3 separate regions of the Sus scrofa genome follow, and all the other regions are linked to region 3. A link is a contact called in public Hi-C and promoter capture Hi-C data. All regions are on one chromosome and are shown on one strand. The core of a region is the stretch at or near the end of the contact, and the rest is flanking DNA. Distances in the headings are between cores, read along the strand shown.

What was found. Promoter capture Hi-C pulls out the DNA fragments that hold promoters and counts their contacts. Hi-C and Micro-C count contacts between places; a contact is called where the count stands out from the background.
Region 1: a contact with region 3 is called in a Hi-C map of retroperitoneal adipose tissue, with 5 times the contacts expected there. The contact joins the enhancer-like site here to the promoter of EPN2 in region 3. A contact is called at or near these places in 1 of 5 promoter capture datasets (liver), 23 of 47 Hi-C or Micro-C datasets (adipose tissue, alveolar macrophages, blood and 12 more) and 1 of 2 datasets of contacts at active chromatin or transcription factors (skeletal muscle).
Region 2: a promoter capture Hi-C map of liver shows a contact between it and region 3, with 4 times the contacts expected there. The contact joins the promoter of LLGL1 here to the promoter of EPN2 in region 3. A contact is called at or near these places in 1 of 5 promoter capture datasets (liver) and 2 of 47 Hi-C or Micro-C datasets (embryonic fibroblasts and subcutaneous adipose tissue).

The regions. Positions count from the first base shown.
Region 1 is chr12:60,075,739-60,080,156 of Sscrofa11.1, forward strand. The region is part of intron 2 of LOC110256117 (multidrug and toxin extrusion protein 1-like); the gene reads right to left. Among named protein-coding and RNA genes, the nearest start is that of TRNAW-CCA, 4.0 kb to the left of the region's middle. Within about 2 kb of position 1,908, at least 3 of the 83 cell types and tissues checked have an H3K27ac peak or open chromatin away from gene starts, as enhancers often do. A contact at or near this core is called in retroperitoneal adipose tissue, where this site is marked.
Region 2 is chr12:60,498,624-60,502,982 of Sscrofa11.1, forward strand. LLGL1 (lethal(2) giant larvae protein homolog 1) reads right to left here and starts at 1,800. Exons shown (of 24, transcript XM_021067985.1): 1 at 1,658-1,800. The coding sequence starts at 1,738. It overlaps LOC110256131 (a long non-coding RNA gene), which reads right to left. Exons shown (of 2, transcript XR_002337407.1): 1 at 3,576-4,359; 2 at 2,681-3,303.
Region 3 is chr12:60,247,683-60,251,690 of Sscrofa11.1, forward strand. EPN2 (epsin-2) reads right to left here and starts at 1,857. Exons shown (of 8, transcript XM_021067960.1): 1 at 1,427-1,857. The coding sequence starts at 1,443.

The sequences.
Region 1 (4,418 bases), core at 658-3,157, 170 kb before region 3:
AATTAATTTCTTGGGAGTTCCCGTCATGGCTCAGCGGTGAGCGAACCTGACTAGCACCCACGAGGATGGGGGTTTGATCCCTGGCCTCACTCAGTGGGTTAAGGATCCAGCGTTGCCGTGAGCTGTGGGGTAGGTCACAGATGTGGCTCGGATCCTGTGTGGCTGTGGTGTAGGCTGGTGGCTACAGCTCTGATTGGACCCCTAGCCTGGGAACCTCTATATGCAATGGGTGAGGCCCTTAAAAGACAAAAAGACCAAAAACATAATAATAATAGCTTTTGGCTGCGCCTGTGGCATATGGAAGTTCCGGGGCCAGGGATCAAACCCGAACTGCAGTTGGAAATACTGAGAGTCGTGCTGGGTAATACAGAGCCCCAGGCTGAGGACAGGTCTCGGAGCTGTGGCCTCCTGGTTTATTGACAAGAAAGGGCAGTCACAGCCTGTGAAGGAAGATCAGGACACCTCTGGCCTCAGCAGATCTGGGGACAACAGAAAAAGTCTTCCTATACCGAGGAGTGGGGATGCCACTCCGGCTTAGACGCGATTTAACCCAAGTGTATGGTAGCTAAGACCGCCCGCGTGAGGCCTCGGCTCACCCTGCCCATCTGCCCTCACCAGGAAAGAACAGGCTGCAGTGACCAGAAATCAAGAATGTCTCCGTGAAAAATCAAGATGGGAGTTCCCGCCAGGGCGCAGTGGGCTGAGACTCCAGCTGCAGCCTGCTGCTAATTACTGTTCACGTAGGCCAGATGGCACAGCTCCTGTCTTCACTCGACGTTGCTTCTCTCTCTCCTCTGCTTTTGAAACTTTAGTTGCTGCACCCGCAGCATGTGGACGTTCCCAGGCCAGGGATCGAACCCTCGCCGCAGCAGGTTCAGACAATATTGGGTCCTCAACCCTCGGAGCCACCAGGGAACTCCTCTCCTCTCTAATGTGTATTTTGCTCTCCTCTGATTCGGCTGTGATGAGATCCAACCAAATCACCCCAACTGCGGGCCCGGACTAGCCAGTGTGACCTTGTGTCATCCGATGGCTGAGGACATGGGGGGTCATGACCCCCAGGTATCTCATCGACCCGATCTGAGTGGTCTGGAAACTCAGACCTTTGCAACATTGCCGATGACTTTTTACAAAGCCCCACTGTGTCCCTGGCACCATGGGAGGCATCTTATACGGTCCTTCATCCCCTGCCTCACCCTCACCTTATGGGCATGACTGCCTCTCCTCTGAATCTGAAAGTTCAAGCAGCCAGCGCCTCGCGAGCAGCCCGGCCCCCAGCCGACCGTCCCAGCCCTCGGACGGGACGGCTCCAGCACGTTCTCTAATCAGCAGGAAGCACTGGCTCTTAGGCCAGCGGCGTTCCTTCCAGCAGCCCCCTGTCACCCACGCCCCCCTTGGTAATGTCACGCCCCCTACCAGGAGGGCCTCCTCCCCCTGTCCTCTCTGCCCTACGGGGGGCCGGGGGTCCTCCAGGGCCTTCGCCTTTCCCTTGAAAGAGTGTCCGTCCAACAAATCCTCGTGTCTCCGTCCGGACTCCAGGCTCGATCTTCCGCCCACGGCTGGGCGAGGACGCGGCCCGCGGGAGCCAGCGATGGGCCGGTGAGGACGCGGACTGCAGCCCAACAGCAGTCTCTGTGCACTGTTCTCCGTTCTTCCTCATTCTCGAAATAACTCCCTTTGGGGAGCCTTTGCTGGTGGGTTTTTTTTTTTTTTTTTTTTTTTTTTTTAATTTCCGGAGGGATTTTTCAGCTTTGGGCTTCCATTCGCATCTTGGCATCATAAGGACGCCTGCGTTTTCGCAGAGATACTGTGAACACTTGATCTGTTGTCCTGTCTGCTGAGATGCTCTCTTTCTGAGGGGGCGTGATCCTAAGAATAAAACAGGAATAATTACGGGCGCCCAGGAGGCTTCAAGAAGTTCCGGCCGGGGCCTTGGGCTCCCATCTCCCTCAGGACAACCACTGGCCAGCCAACCCAGGGGTCCCTCCGGAGGGAGAACTGCACCCCCGCACCTCTGCGACCCGGGGTTCGAAGCCCAATTCTGAGGTTCCGACGTTTCTGCAATGTTAGGCTGCCTGCACCTGTCAAAACTTCTCGCCACTCCTGGGACCCGGTTCCTCCTGCTCCACTTGGGTTTCTTCTACAGGCCATGAGCCTACTGTAGTTCCCATATGCTCATTTTTTTTTTTATTTTTATGTTTTTTAGGGCCGCACCTGCAGCATATGGAAGTTCCCAGGCGAGGGGTCAAATCAGGGCTGCAGCTACCAGCCTACACCACAGCCAGGGCAACACTGGATCCGAGCTCCATCTATGACCTACACCACAGCTTGTGGCAACACTGGATCCATAACCCACTGGGCGAGGCCAGCAAGGCAGCCTGCGTCCTTGTGGATACCAGTCGGGTTTGTACCTTGCTGAGCCACAACGGGAATTTCCTATAGTCTCAATGCAGTTTCTTGGATGGATGTTTCCAGAGGGGCAGTGGGTCCTGAGGCCATGGAGCTCTCCTGCTGGCCATTTCTGCTGATGCCATAGGCAGCCCGGGGACCGGATGCTCTCCTGGGGCATGGGTGGTGGGCTCAGACTGGGGACGTGAGTGAGAACGGATCTGGGAACTTGAAGACGAAGGGTGAAAACTCACACGGCGAGCAGAGGTTCCCAGGAGCGTGGGGGCCCATGGCCCAGGGTGGGTGGGTCAGAACCACCGCTGCAGGTCCCTGTCCACCCAGGCCTGGCTTTGGACCATGGACTCTGAAGCACCAACGCCATCTGTGTGCCTCTCCTCTTCGACCTGGCATCTCTGAACGGAGGTAGAGCAAAATGCCTCCTGCTGAGTCTGTGATTTTCAAAAGGTTTCCGTTTAGGGGTCTTTCACGGGTTTGGGAAAGTGAGGGCCTGGACTGATCAATCTCAGGCTGCCACCATTTCTCAGGTCCCCCGTCTTTAAAATCTGCTGCCCGGAGGTGGAGGAGGGGAAGAGACCCCTTTAAAGGAGAGACGGGAGGCTGTCACCTACCACAAGCTCCAACCTCACGGGCGGGGGCTGCCAGCTCCAGAATCCCTGCATTTGAATGAGTTGAATGACGGGTCGTCTCAGCTGGTCCTTTTTTACTCACTCAGTGAATTTGACTCCATTTATAGGTGTACAAAGGTCATCGCAACCCAGCTGTACCGCATGGCCATCCCCAACCCCCCAACCTGTCTCCTTTGGAAACCAGAAGTTTTGCCAAGTCTGTGAGTCAGTATCTGTTCTGCAAAGTCCATTGTCATCTTTTTTTTAGATTCCACATGCTGCGGTTGGCGTCTCACTGTCTGACTCACTTCTCGTAGCGTGACCATTTCTAGGTGGTTCTGGAGACTGAGACGCTGCAAGGCTGCAGCCGGCAGCCTGGAGCCCAGGACGACCAGTGGCACAGGTCCCATCTGAGAGCTATGGTGTCACTCGGTCCGAGCCCCTTTCTGAACGCGAGAGACCAGGGGCCCAGCCGAAAGCCCCTCAGGGAGAGCAAGTGTCCTGCTCGGGCCCCTATAGATTAGATGGGGGCCACCCACAGGCGGAACGCCTTCTCAGTTAACCATTCCTTTCTTTTTTCTTTGGCTACAACCTGCAGCAGCTTGAGGTGGGATCTCAGTTCCCAGACCAGGGACTGAACCGGGGCCAGAGTGCCGAGTCCTTAACACTGGGCCACCAGGGAGCTCCCCCAATTCAAATTTTCATCTCATCCCAAAACACCCGCACAGACACATCCCACATAGTATCTGACTAAATATCTGGCATCCCGTGGTCCAGTCAAGCTGATACATGAAACTAAGCACAAACTGTAGAAGGACGTTTTCCAGGTCAATCTGACTGAATCTATCAACGTAAATTTTTTTTTGGTCATTAGAACCAATAGTTTTATTATATATTTAGGTAACTCTCCTGGAGAAATATTAGTGCATAACCACAAGAGGCATGTAAAGCTTATTCCCATTAAATGGTTTGTATCAGCAACAGTGGAAGAATGTCTATGGGCCACCCAGTGGGAACATAAAAACGTATTGCCATTCACTGAATGTGAATGTGGCGATTATGTGGCAATTAAAAATACTGAGGTAGGAGGTCCCATTGCCGCTCAGCAGTAACAAACCCAACTAGGATCCAGGAGGACGCAGGTTCGCTCCCTGGCCTCGCTCCATGGGTTAAGGATCCAGCATTGCCACAAGCTGTGGCACAGGTTGCAGACTCGGCTTGGATCCTGCATGGCTGTGGCTGTGGTGTGGGCCGGCAGCTACAGGTCTGATTCCACCCCCAGCCTGGGGACTTCCATATGCCGCAGGTGCGGCTCTAAAAAGACCAAAAAATAAATAAATAAATTAATTAATTAATTAAAATAAAAAATTGAGGTAGACGTATATTTAGCTACTTGAAAATATC
Region 2 (4,359 bases), core at 550-3,049, 250 kb after region 3:
CTTTTTTGTTTCCTTCTTTAGCCTCCCTGGGGTCCACGGAGCTCCTGAGCCAGTGATCAGAGCCAAGCGGCAGCTGCAACCTTTGCCACAGCTGTGGCAACGCCAGACCCTTAAGCCACGGTGCTGAGCCGGGGCCTGAACCTGCATGCTGGTGCTGCAGGGACGCTGCCCCTCTGATTGCGCCAAAGCAGGAACTCCTGGAGCCCATCTTCTAGGCATCAGCCGCCACACCCTCTAGTGACCAAGCCCCCTGCCCAAGATCATGCCCCTCCCACCACTGCTGCCCAGTCAAAATGGGGCCTCACCCTCCTTAGCAGGGAGACCGCAGCTTCTGCCAACCAGGGGCCCAGCCAGGGGGAGCAAGCCTTCCCCCTCCCCGCAGCTGCCTCAGGTCCCCACTTCACACCCCACCTCACGTGCCGAGGAAGTGACACCTTAGCACAACACCTGCCCAAACGCCATCCCTGTCCACACACCCGCACGGCCACTCAGCAAGGGAAGGGGGCCATCCAGGAGCCCCTGGGCACCAGCCCCCGCTCTGGACCCCTGGACCTTGAAGTCTGAGGGTCCTGGCCCCCGCTTCCACCACCTGGGAAACCCTGCCTGGCCCAGAGACGTTCTGCCCCGGCCGCTCCAGGACCAGCCATCCCAGAGCGTCACCTGGACAAGAGTCTCCTCGAAGCTGGCTCAGGACCACAGGAGGCCCTCCCAAAGTCCCTGTCCCTCCAGGCTACGTCAAATCCCACTGACGAGGCCAGGCAAAGACTGAGTGCCTCCGCTTACTCTGACTTTGGGCAGGTGGCCGGCCCTCTCTCAGCCTCAGTTGTCTCACCTGTGTGTTACCAGCCCCAAGAGCCTGGGTAGGGGCTGGGCGACCAGAGGGCTTGGGTGTAATACCCAGGCCACAAGTCACAGCCCTGGGGGAGTTGGCGAGGGGCAGGCCTCTCTCCAGCACACACTAGCGCAGGGGAGGCGGGGCCGAAGGCAGCCCCTTTCGGCGGCCCCTCTTGCCCTACCCAGGAAAGAAAGGAAGGAGCGGCCCGGCCCTCCCCCCCCCTCCGCCTGGGCTCCAGGAGAAGCAGTGGGCCGGATGGCCCGTGTGACACGGAGCCCACAGCAGGGAAGACAGGGGCTCTATCTCCGAGCAAGGGAAACTGAGGCCCCACGAGTTGAACTGCACTTGGCTACACGGCCAGGCATCCCCCCCGGGAGCCCCCGGCGGGGCAGGGCTGGGGGCAGAGCCCAGGGCGGTGGGGGAAGGGAGGAGAGGAACCGGGAAGGGATTTCCCAGCCCCACCCCCCAGCATCTGCCTCCACTCCGCGCCCCTCCCCACCGGCCTGGGGGCGAAAGCAAAACAAACTGGCCCGAGGGCTAACTAAGCAGGGGCGCCGAGGGGCCCCCAGAGAAAGAGATAGACAGTAAGTGGAGCCGGAGCCAGAGTTGAGAGCCGCCAAGAGACACACGGAGGCGGAGAGGCCCGCAGGAAGAGGCCGGCGGAGTTCGAGACGCGGAGACAGAATCAGGGGAGCGGAGGGCAGGGATGGAGGGAGGCTGGCGCGCGGTTCCAGCGGAGCCGGGCGGCCCGGCCGGCGTGCGCCCCCTCCCCCGGCCCGACGTGGCTCCGGCCCGGCCCCCACCCCCGGCCCGCCGTCGCACCTTGTGGAAGGCGAAGAGCTCCTGCTTGAGCTTCTCGCGCTGCGGGTCGGCGCCCTGCCTGCGGAACCGAAACTTCATCATCTTGCGCCCGGCCGCCCGCCGCCGCCCGCAGGATGCGCCGCGCGGCCCCGCCGGTCCTGAGGCGCGGGCGGGCGGGCGCCAGGCGCGGGCGCGGCGGGGCGGGGCCTGCTCGGGGGCGGGCCCGCCCGACGGACGCGCTGTCCGGCCAATGGGCGGCGCGCGGCCCGCCCGGCCCGCCCCTGCCGGTCGCCCAGTGGGCGCCCGCGAGCATGCCCATCGCGCATGCGCCGCGGGAGCGGGGCCTGCCGGGACTCGTAGTCCGTGAGCGGGGCTCCAGCGTGGGCGGCTGGGGAAAAGCCTTGGAAAGGCAAGGCGTGTTTCCCCCCCGCCCCCCTCCCTGGCTCACTGGAGGCCAGTCTCTTCCTGCGACGAGCAAACAACGCGCACACTCAGGTCATGAGGCATCTCCGTCCCAAAAGCCAGGAGAGTTCTGACCGGGGCGAACACAGTGATTGCATAGTCGTGTTACGTTTGGCCACTTTCGCAGGACACCCCTTGGCCCATCCCCCAGTGTGCCAGAGCACCGTCCACGCCATGCTCCCGGTCGGCTGGGTGGTTGGTCGGAAATGCCCTCCTCTGCCCCCAGCCTCTGGGGCACTCCTACACATCCTTCAGGACCCAAAGTAAAAAGCTCTAGTGGCCGCACGGAGGATTCTCAGGAGCGCCATCAGCTCAAGAGACAGAGATGCGGTGGAGAAAAGAGCCCCTTCCTCAGGAGCTGGCACTCGGGACGCTCCTGAGATGGCATCTCGGCTTCTCCGACGAGCAGGGAGGGCCTCCTCGGCTGTGTAGAGAAAGCTGCACTGCCTCCACTCAGAATGACGATCGGGCTGTTCCCATCCAACGTCCAGGCCTCCTTGTCTCATCTGGACAGTGGCCTGGAGACTGAACCTTTCTTTTCAAGGCTGAGAATAGGCTGCCCGAGGCTCAGGGTCCCAGAAGCTTAGGTGGGGCCTGTAGACCAGGCCCAGACCCCCCTAGCTGTGTGAAGGGCGGAGTGCCTGGCTTGTGACCCCAGGCAGCTGCCAAGCCACGGGCTTGGCTGCACCCCTCCACCCACGCCAGCCCTGCTCAGCCCTTCCCTGGGGTTGGAGCTGGATCTGGAAGAGGGCAAGTGGGAAGCAGGGGGCGAGAGGAGCAAAGATGTTAACAGGGCACAAGAGTGTCTGCGAGTGGCAGGCGCCATTCAAAACCCTTTCCTGGTTTCAGCTGATGAAGGCGGAAGCTAAGACAGGTGGGTACAGGCAGGGGGCAGAGCTGGCTGCCCTGAGAGGGGTCAGGCCCCTCGGGCCATGGCCCACTGCACACCCAGCACCGGAGGCCCCACTCTGAGCCCTGGGTTCTGGTCCCTGCCCTGCCCTGCCCCCCCATGGCTGAGTGGCAGGGCCTGAGCCCAGGGCCTCATTTGCCCAATGAAGGCCTCACACAGGGAAGTGTTAGGAAGTTGTTGCTTCGCATCGACTTTAGCGGCTGTGCAGCCTGGAGCAAGGTCCTTGAGCTCTCTGTGCCTCAGTGTCTTCATCTGTAAACATGTGGATGACACCGGTACCTGCCTCCAAGGGTCGCTGTGAAGGTGAAATAAATTAGTCAGTAAATTAGTACTTACAAAGCCCTCAGACCAGGCAGCCAGGAAGTGCCACATTCGAGTCAACTCTTGTGAGTTCTGGCTAATTGCGGTTTGACCTCTGCGCCTCCATCACCCTGGCAAGTCTCTGCCCTTGCTCAGTCTCCATTTCTGTCTTTGAAAGGGGACCAAGGGACCAGGCAGGAAGCCGTCCTGCCTCCCCCACAGCACATCCCCAGCTCACAACCTAGGGGGCCCCGGGCCTGTGATCACCTCGGGCAGCAGGGCCTGCTCGTCGTTCGCAGCAAGGAACGGGCTCAGAGAGCCCAGGCAAGGGCATGAACACGAGGTCTGGGTAATCTCGGGCCCACACCTAGCCTAGAGGTGAGGGGGCAGGAGGGCACCCGAGTCAGCAGCGCCCTTGGGAAGGGAAAGCCATCTCCACCGTGGCCGCCCAGGCCAGCCTCAGGCCAGGGACAGGCTGCTGCGGTCTCGGCATTTCCTGGGTGGGGTGGCCTCCCCCAAGCCCTCCTCCCCCTCTTGGCTACCCCCAGGCCCTAGGCCAGCTCTGAGTGGCGCCCAGTTCTGGCTTCCCGTCCTCAGCTATCCCCTTGCTAGCTGGGTGACCTCAGGCAAGGCACTGGTCCACCTGGGGCCTGTTTCCCCATCTGGAAAATGTAATGAGGACTAAATGGGATGATTGGAAACAGCAGTGGAGCCCAGGACCTGTAGGGCCTGTTTTCCTAGGACTCTGGCTCAGAACTAGCTGCCGCACCAGCTGCACCCAAGGCATATGGAGGTTCCGGGGCCAGGGGTGCAATCTAAGCGGCCGCTGTGGCCTACACCCCAGCAACGCCGGATCCTTCTTCACCCACTGTGCCAGGCTGGGGACCAAACCCGCATCACTGCAGAGACAATGTCAGCTCATTAACCCACTGCACCACAGCGGGAACTCCTGCCTCACCATTCTTCAAACGTACCAGTCAGGTGTCTGTCTCAGGACCTTTGCACCTGCTGTTTCCTTGCTGGGAAGCTTTGCCCCCAGGTTTTCACTTCG
Region 3 (4,008 bases), core at 607-3,106:
TCTCTTTATCTGCGGCATGTGGCTGAGGCACTCGAGGGGCCTTAGAGACCCAGAGGATCTGGAGCCAGACTGTTCCATCCCTGCGGTGTGGCTCCGGACAAGCCACCTCCCTCTCTGAGTCTCAGGCTTTTCACCTGGAAACAAGGGATCAACCATTGCTTTTCCCTCGCGGTACTGTTGTGGGATTAACTTCTCTAATAAACACCTTCAGCACTTAGGAAAGATCCCCGAATATAGAACCATCAAAACAAACAAAAATCATTACTATTCTCATTGTCCTCATTGCCGACATGGTCCCTGGAAGCTGTCCCTGCAGAAAGCGGGCGGGGCACCCAAAGAGCCAGTCCTTCAGCTGGCCTTGGACCCAGGACGGAAGGAGCCTCCCACCATCCTGAGAAATCTGCTCTCCAGGGGGTGAGCCTGAGGCCTGGGGAGAGGCAGCCCCTGCCAGCCCACCCCCTCTTCTCCCCAGGCTCAGGAGGCGGTCCCCTCAGCTTCTCCCCCAGTGACCACAGACCTCCCAGGCCGGCAGGCAGCGCCTCGACCTCTGACCTGCAGGGACCCCAGGCGGTGGCAAGAGAGCGGCTCTGCCATCATCACCCCTCCAGGGAGAGCAGGGGAGAGGGCGCTGAGTAGGCCCTGGGCACTCCCTTGCAGGCGATGGCTCCCACGGTGCAGGCCCTCTGCTCAGATGGCTCAGAGCAGGTGGGGGCACAGGGGCGGGGCGGGGGTGGGGTGGGGCCGGTGCGGGAGCGCCCCTGTCCCAGGCAAATCAGCAGCGGAAAAGCTAAGGGCTTTTAAGGACAGGGCACGGGGCCTCCCCTCCTCGCGGCTCCGGAGCGCATCAGCTCCGGGGGCCACTCGTGTGGTCCCAGCAGATCCCCGGCCGCCGTCGGCCGAGGCGTGCCCTGCTTCCCCAGCCTGGGGAGCCGCCCGGGCCCTCGACGTCCCTCCACCTGCGCCCCCCGCCCTTCGCCAGCGCCACCTCCCCCTCAGTGTTCGGGACACAGTTTCAAAAGTCACCTCCTGGGACACCTGCCCTGAGCCTGCCTCCCTCCGCAGGCTGGCAAAGGTCTTCCTGCTCCGGGGGAGCCCGCCCCGGCCCGGGTCTCCCCGGCCCGCCCGGCGCCGACCCTCAGCCCCTTTTCCGCGGGGTCCGCCCGCCCGCCCGGGGCGCCAACGCGCACCGGCAGCGCCCCCTGCCGGCGGCTCCCGCATCACAGCGCCCTCTGCCCGCCGGGGTGGCCGCCCCGCCCGGGGCCCAGGCCCCCAAACGAGACAAGACCGGAACGAGGCAAGAGCGTCAGAGGCCTGGGCCTGAGGCCACAGACCCTGCCCAAGCCCCTGCCCTGCCTCCAAGTCACGTCAGCACATCTCTGCCCTCCCGAGCCTGTTTCCCCGCCTGCAAAGCCCGTCCCCCAGTCACCTCCATCTCCGGAGCATCCGCTGGTGCTTCGCGCTGAACCCGGCCCTGAGAAGTCGGCACAGCCCAGGATGGGCAAAGTCACGGCCTCAGGACCCAAACAGAGCAAAGAGGGGGTGGGGGCCCCACGGCGGCCGAGGCCACGCTCTGGGTCGGGGGCTGGAGGCGAAGACGTCGGAGCCTAGCAGGCTCACCGCCCGCGGCGTCTCTCCTCCCGGTTCCCCACGGCTGCTCGGCTGGTTCCTCCTCCTCTCGCCGGCCCGTTACCGTCGAGGCGCCCCAGGCCTCACCTCCGCTGCACGAAGTCCCGCGGTGACCTCCGTCTAGAGTCTCTAGACTCACGGCCAGTTGGGCCCCGACGGTTCCTAAGTTTCGCCTCCACCCCAGGCTCCTGCACCCAACACCCCACATCCGCAAACTCGCCCGGAGTCCCTCCCGGACCCACCGCACAGCACAGGGGCTTGGGCAGGGTCTGTGGCCCACGGGACTCTGAGCCACGCCTGCGCTCCTCCTGGCCCCCAACAGCCTCCACCTGGACTAGAGCGGTGCCGCCTCACCTGCCTCCTTCCTCCACCTGTGTCTCCAATCTGGGACCCCCCCCCACCTCAGAGCTCATCCCTTGGGCCTCCCAGGACCCTGTCTGGGCTCCCAGCTTGCTCCCAGTTCGTAGGGCCTCTGACCTCTGACCTTCTGTTGGGTCTGAACCTTCCTAAAGTAGGAAGCCCTCTTTTTTTTTTTTTTTTTTTTTTTTTGGCTTTTTTTTTTTTAGGGCTGCACCTGCAGCATGTGGCAGTTCCCAAACTAGGGGCCAAGTCAGAGTTACAGCTGCCGGCCTATACCACAGCAACGCCAGATCCTTTACCCCCTGAGTGAGGACAGGAATTGAACTTGCATCCTTTATTTATTTTTTTGTCTTTTTGCCATTTCTTGGGCCCATCCCGCGGCATATGGAGGTTCCCAGGCTAAGGGTCGAATCAGAGCTGTAGCTGCCAGCCTACGCCACAGCCACAGCAACTCAGGATCTGAGCCGCGTCTGCGACCCACACCACAGCTCATGGCAACGCCGGATCCTTAACCCACTGAGCAAGGCCATGGATGGAACACCGCAGCCTCATGGTTCCTAGTTGGACTCATTAACTGCTGAGCCATGATGGGAACTCCCAGGAGGGCCTCTTTAAGCAAAAGAATGCAGCCTTACAATTACAAAATGAGGGAACCTGGGGAGAGTCAGAATGGCAGAGGGTGGTTTTAACGACTTGTGATAACAGCTTGCTTGCCTGGTGCGGCCTCTTGGGAAAAAGCAGCTTGGTGGTACCTCTCCAAGCCCAGCACACGGCCTCTGCATCAACCCCCAACAGACACATGTTCTAGAACGTTCATGGCTCTCTTCCTAATAGCCTCCCACCACCCCCACCCCGACCCTGGCCACGTGGCCTCCCAGCTGCCTCTAAATATTCTTTTTAATTTGCAGCTTCTGAATAGGCACAAAAAAAGGGTGAGTCCCTATGTACCACAATCCAGCTTCCATTCCCACCAACATTTTTTTACATGTGTGCATCTACCCACCTTTGAGCATTTAAAAAAATAAAGTAGATTGAATAAAATAGAAAACATCCGAAAAAGAAGGGTATTCTTCTGAAAAATGTTTGCCTCATCTTTGTGTCTCTCCTGTGTCGGAATATTAAGATGTGTTTGAAAAATGCTTTTCTGATACTTGGTTAATCTCGCTTTTAACATACCTTTTTTCCTTTTTCGGGCTGCACCTGCGGCATGTGGAGGTTCCCAGGCTAGGGGCAGAATGGGAGCTGTAGCTGTGGCTGTGACGGACCCGAGTCACATTTGCAAACGACGCAGATCCTTAACCCACTGGGGGTGGGCAGGGATCAAACTGGCGTCCTCACCGAGGGCAACGCCGGGTCCTTAACTGGCTGAGCCACAACCGAAACTCCTAGTCTTCCTTTTGAACAAAGAGCAGGCCATGCACTTTTTTTTGGTGATAAACAGTCTCCAACAGCATTTCATAACCTTTTCTCATTTTTATCTCAGTTTCATTGTTATGATGTATAAAGTGACACAGATGTTTCCACTTAAGAAGAGCAGTATGGGGAGTTCCTGCTGTGGCTCAGCCAGTTAAGGACCTGACCTAGTGTCCCTGAGGATGCAGGTTCCGTCCCTGGCTTCACTCAGTGGGATAAGGCTGTGGGGTAGGCCAGCAGCTGCAGCTTCAATTCGACCCCTAGCCTGGGAAGCTCCAGGTGCAGCCCTAAAAAGACAAACCAAAAAAAGCCATCTGTTCATGGAACAAATTTTTTTTTTGTCTTTTGTCTTGTTAGGGCTGCCCCCGAGGCACATGGAAGTTCCCAGGCTAGGGGTCCAATCAGGGCTACAGCTGTCCATGGAACAATTTTAAGTTTTATTAAGCAGTAATAGTTTGAGGATTGGGGGGGTGAAAATCTGAGAGTGGCAGGAGAACGACGCGAGGGAAAGGCTTCGGACCTTGGCCTGGCCCAGGCCCCAGTGTGGGACCCCCGGCCGGGTGGCTCTGCCCCTGCCTCCCCGTCCCCCCAGCCCCCAACCCCATAGGC